2 separate regions of the Mus musculus genome follow, and region 1 is linked to region 2. Evidence: chromatin contacts called from public Hi-C data. All regions are on one chromosome and are shown on one strand. Each heading gives the region's core, a stretch centred on a gene start, on an enhancer-like site or on the middle of the called end of the contact. The rest is flanking DNA. Distances are from core to core; before and after follow the strand shown. Region 1 has its middle 38 kb from the start of Gm34468. Region 2 has its middle 53 kb from the start of Gm34145.

The links. A called contact is a pair of places that touch in the nucleus more often than the background predicts.
Region 1: a contact with region 2 is called in a Hi-C map of the N1E-115 cell line, with 2.3 times the contacts expected there. The contact joins two enhancer-like sites. A contact is called at or near these places in 2 of 484 Hi-C or Micro-C datasets (the N1E-115 cell line and nephron progenitors) and 1 of 9 other capture datasets (embryonic stem cells).

The regions. Positions count from the first base shown.
Region 1 is chr5:129,454,036-129,456,735 of GRCm38.p6, reverse strand. No RefSeq gene overlaps it. Among named protein-coding and RNA genes, the nearest start is that of Gm34468, 38 kb to the left of the region's middle. Within about 2 kb of position 1,330, at least 160 of the 459 cell types and tissues checked have an H3K27ac peak or open chromatin away from gene starts, as enhancers often do. A contact at or near this core is called in the N1E-115 cell line, where this site is marked.
Region 2 is chr5:129,359,859-129,362,558 of GRCm38.p6, reverse strand. No RefSeq gene overlaps it. Among named protein-coding and RNA genes, the nearest start is that of Gm34145, 53 kb to the right of the region's middle. Within about 2 kb of position 1,303, at least 2 of the 459 cell types and tissues checked have an H3K27ac peak or open chromatin away from gene starts, as enhancers often do. A contact at or near this core is called in the N1E-115 cell line, where this site is marked.

The DNA of each region.
Region 1 (2,700 bases), core at 81-2,580, 94 kb before region 2:
CAACCCTGCCCACATTGTAGCCTGGTGTCTGCCCCCCTTCCCGTTTGTGGGTGAAGCTAGAAAAAGACCTGTGTGACACCCCCACCCCCACCCCAAAGCCACATATTGCAGCTGGTTGACCTTTATCCGTATACCATCTTGTGTGGAAACCCCAGCTTGGGAGGGGCTACTCCCTATACAAGGCAGCCTTGTATGGCTCTCTGAAGGCCTTTCATGTTTAGACCATCTTCCTCTGCCCCTGACAGTACAACTATGACCTCCTTCTCTCCACTGACCACTGGTCTCTTCTATCCAGGGCAGGTGGGAAGGGACTTATGAGCTCTGACATCCATCCGTCCCTCCGTCCCTCCCTCTGAGAGAGAAGACTCAAGTGAAGTCATGTATTAGCCTAAGAAAGCAAACTATGTGGTGTGTCGCATAGCTAGGGAAACTGAGTGTGTGCACAGCATTGTGTGTGTGTGAAGAGTGAGTGTGTGTCCATACATGCTCTCACATGCTCAGAGCTCTGGGGACACCTGGATATGGTTTCTGGAATCTGGGATGATGTCTCATAAGCATCCCAAGAGCTGTGTGTGTACCACTCCAAGCACCAAGGACATGCCTATGTGCGCTCAGAAGCAGCTACTGGGTGCTCATAGAGGCTCCATTGCTGAGTTAAGCCTGCAGTGTTCAATCACACAAGGGCACTGCCCAGTAGCAAGTAGGGATGCCCTCTTGGGGGCTCTTCCATCTGGAAGTCCAATCATCTCTCTCCCAGAGAGGGTTCAGGCTCTAGCTGTAGCCAGGAAGGAGAGGTCCAGCCCATAGCACAAAGCCTCTGTCTCTGTTTCTATTTCCTCCTCCTCCTCCTCCTCCTCCTCCTCCTCCTCCTCCTCCTCCTCCTCCTCCTCCTCCTCCTCCTCCTCCTTCTCCCAGAACCAAAGGGACCCAGTGTCCACATGCCCTGAAGACACAGCACCACTGTGGAGTAGATTCTTGCTCTGGGGTGGACCACAATAGTCCCTGCTGAGGCTGTAGGCACTGCTGGGGACAACCCCACACTGAGATGCGGATGTCTGTGTGTCAGCCTGGACTTTGCCCCATCCCTAGAGAGTTAGCTTTGCAAGCCATCAAAAAGAGTCCCTGGGCTGTGGATCCCAATCACGTCCTGTGGTCTCTAGCTGCCTTGTCTGGCATTCACCTGCTGTCTGCAAGCTTTGTTTTTTTGCTTGGGGCTGGGGTGCCCTTGCTCAGGGCACTTGATTCTAGGAAAGGAATAGGGCTACAACCATCAAGGGAAGAGCAAACCACGCCCACTAATCAGCATATTCCAGCCCACGTTCCTGGCATTGGCTAAAGTGACGGCCACATGACCTAAGTGTCCGGTTGCAATCTGTTCTGGGTTTCTTTTCGAAGCCGCAGGAAAGAGTCTTAGCAGGCAGGTGCCAGCTGGATGCAGATCTTCCTGGAGTGTGTCCAGGCTGACTGAAGACTTGGGGATGACTAAAGCGTTTTAGTTTCTCTTCAAATTGGAAGAAAAATGAGCTCTTGGGCCAAAGGAAGCATTCTAAAAAATATAACATTGATTGATTCCTGTTCTCACCAGCCACAAGCTGTCATTTGAGAACTGTTTTATGGAGGAAGAACTCACGAAAGCGCTCACGGACCTCAGGCCCATGGAAGCCACAGTGCAGCTGCATCCACTCTTCCACTCACAGTGAGGTCAGCCTGGTCACATGCTGGCAAAGACCTGGACAGAGACAGTGGGGATGAGGGCAGGCCTGCGTGCTGGACAGATGGCACGGGCATGCTTACAGCTCCTTACAGCACACTGCAGCCTGCTGGTCTCACTGTGGGATCAACTGCCTAGCACGCAGATAGGAAAACTGTGGCCCAGAGGGATTTGGCACATGCCAAAGTGACACAGCATGTCACTGCAGAGACAAGATTTGCACAGGTGAAATTGGTACGGTCCTAGTTCTGGCTGCCGAACTGCTTCCTACCCTAGGTCAGGGTATACCTGGAACCAGCCTCACGGTCTGGGTCCTTCTCAAAGAACCTTGAGGAACACACACAAGGGTAGGTAGAGAGGTGTCCACGCTGCAGGGATCACAATCTCTATAGAGGACTGCTCCATGAGTTTGGGGTGGGTCTTTCCCCTCCAGAAGCTGTGCAGCACAGTGTTGAGATGTCTCATGGCAGCTTCCTATGGAAGAACGAGAGACTGCTCACAGCCAGAGAGGTGTGGTTTCTTGGAGGTTTGTGGCAGGTAGATAGGAAAAGTCCCTTTAAACTTTCTCTCTCTCTGTGTGTGTGTGTGCACGCGTGCGCACGCGCACGTGTGCATGCACCTGTGGGTACAGATAGGATATATAGATGTAGACATTTAATTTCTGCCAACGTCATAGCCACAGGCCTCTCTGTCAAGGAAGTAACAGATCAGATCTCAAAATGAGCAATTAGAACGATTGCTTTTTGAGTGAAGAGCCTCTGGCAAAGTAATTTAATTAAAAGTGTCATAACTCAAGACCCAGGCAGCTGGCAGGGGTTGGGGGATGGGTTCTTCCCAGTGCAGAAGGAACAAGATGGGTAGAACCCCAGTAATATCAGCATGAGATTGGAGTGGAAATGAAGGATTGCCCATGATCTAAATAGCCCCCAAGGCTCACTCCAGTGTAGTTCAGTAGTGTGTGTCCCAGGACTATAATTGGAGCTTTGATC
Region 2 (2,700 bases), core at 54-2,553:
GTTATATATGTAACAAATTATATACATATATACAAAACAAATAAAAATATATATGTATGACTCTGTGTCTGTCTGCCTACCTCTCTCCCTGTTTCCCTGTCTCTTTCTCTGTCTCTCTGTCTGTCTCTGTCACTCTGTCTGTCTCTGTCTCTCTCTCTGTCTCTCTCTGTCTCTCTGTCTCTGTCTCTGTCTCTCTTTGTCTCTGTCTCTCTCTCTCTGTTTTGAGACAGGGTCTCACTATGTACCCTGCATGGCCTAAAACTTGCTATGTAGACCACACTGGCTTTGAACTCACAGAGCCCCACCTGCCTCCGCCTAGAATCAAAGGTGTGTGCCTCCATGTGCAGCTTCCCTAGTAGCATTTGACCACATTATTTCTAGCGTCATTTTCAATACAAATCATGTCACTTTTCACCAAACATAGGACAGATGAGCCCAGAACAGCTCCTAGCCATTGTTGGGAAGTCTGTGTGAGGTTTGCAAGCCCAGACCCCATTTTAACTGAATGCATCTTTGCCTTGCTTGTGTTTGCCATAACAGGGAATCCACGATGGGGCCAGAGGCTCCCAACCTGTGCTCCCTGGTTGTCAGTGGGTAAGTCCTCATGTTTCTCTCCTTGCCTGCAGCTATGCTCTCCTGCATTCCCCTGGGACCCTTCTCACATAGCTCACAGTGTGTGAATTGTCCCACTTACTCCCCTGTCACCTTCCCGAGGACTTTGCTACACTAGACTTTGAGCTGGCTACTGAGGACCCAGGACAACCTCACTGACACTTACAGTCATCAGCCTCCCAGATTCTCACATAGCCAATGAGGCACTGTGTATCCCAGGCCCCATGGAGACACAGCAGATGGGAGACAGCTGATGCCCAGCAGGTATCCGCAGGAGCCAGTCTTCATCCTGGTGAGTCAAAAACAAACCCTTCTGTCTTTGTCACAGTTTCCATTACTGTGAAGAAACACCATGACCAAGGCAACTCTTATCATGGGCAACATTTAATTGGGGCTGGCTTACAGTTTTGGGGGTTCAGTCCATTAGCATCATGGCGGGAAGCATGGCGTCATGCAGGCAGACAGTGCTGGAGGAGCCAAGGGTTCTACATCATCTTGATCAGAAGGAAGCCAAGAATCTTTCCACATTGGGCGGAGCTTGAGCATAGAGACTGCGATGTACTTCCTCTAACAAGGTCACACCTCCTCCAACAAGGCCACACCTCCTCCAACAAGGCCACACCTCCTAATAGTGCTATTCCTTATGGGCCAAGCATTTAAAAAAATGAGTCTATGGGGGCCATACCTATTCAAACCACCACACCTTCTGTCTTTAATACCTGCTTCTCCCTGGTATTTTGTCACAGCAGAAGAAAGGTAACTAGTATAGCCAGCCGCCTTCTCTAAGCAAATCTGAACACGGCCTGAGCAAACAGCAGATGATGACACTACATCCAAAGACTGGTGCTGCTCATGTGCCTGCTCTCCGCCTAGGGAGGAGAGCGTGTCTCCATTGATAACTGGCTTGGTTGAACTTTAGTCCTGCAAAATGTTAGAGGAGATGGTGATGTACAGCCCTAGGGCTCAGGATGCCCCCCCCCCCGTTTTTTTTTTTTTTTAACATTTGTCTTTCTACCATGGGAAGATGGCAAGAAGTGACATCCTAGCCATGTGACCATGGATGGAAAGCACCCACCAGGAACACTCCTTTCCTCCACAGGACACTGAAACTTGGGACAGTTTGTTACTTGGCAAGAACACATATGTCCTGATTGACTTCTGTCCACACACAGCCCCGACTTCCTCGGTCGGACTGTGGCGCCCAACCCCTGCTGACCCAAGGTATCTACCCTTCGCGCCTTGCCTAGTGTACCTCACCCCTTCCCGGCTAGTCTTTCCCACATTAACTCACCTCTTTCACCGTGCACACCTCCCCCTGAATACCAACCCCTCCCCCACCCTGCACCATGGTCCTGTGATCCTGTCCCTACCCACCAGGGCTTATAATCTGGGACCAGCCCACCCTGCCCCCGGATATGTGTGTGCCTTTACTGCTTCAGTCTCCTGTCAATCCTTTGGCTACTTCTGCTTGCATCTGAGGCTATGAGGTCCCAGTGGCTAGTTGGGGCTGGCAGTGGTGTGTGCCTGCCCTGAGCTGGGTGCCAGACTGAGCAGAGGCAAGAGCGGGAGATGTGTTTCTGCTCAGGACAAAAGAGCCAGAGGACAGAGCTTGCCTGAGGCATGAGAGAGAGAGAGAGAGAGAGAGAGAGAGAGACTCTTTGTTGTTCAAATTCTGTTTTCCAATTGAAGAAATGTTCACACTCTGCCAGCCACAATGTTCCCTGGCCAGAAAGACCAAGGCACTAGCTCTGCCCCTAACAGCAGCAGCTCTAGGATGCTGACTCTACTCAGTCACATGCCTCTCCCATCTTTGGTCTGAGAGTTATCAGATGAAAAAAGATGACTCAGCAGGTGAGGGCCCTAAGGTTGAGGGTGATTAGATTCTCCTCCCTAATCCCTCTACCCCTTTCTCTCTGGTTCCCCGAGGAGGCTCGTGGCTATGCGTCTGCCACAGACTCTTGTAGTACCAAAATTGCTGGGTTCACTTTTCATTCTCCTTGGTCCTCAATGAAGCCGGAGAAACGCAGAGATCAGGCATGACTGGATAATGCTATCTTCACCTCTCAGGGCCAGCCAGCCACAGACTAC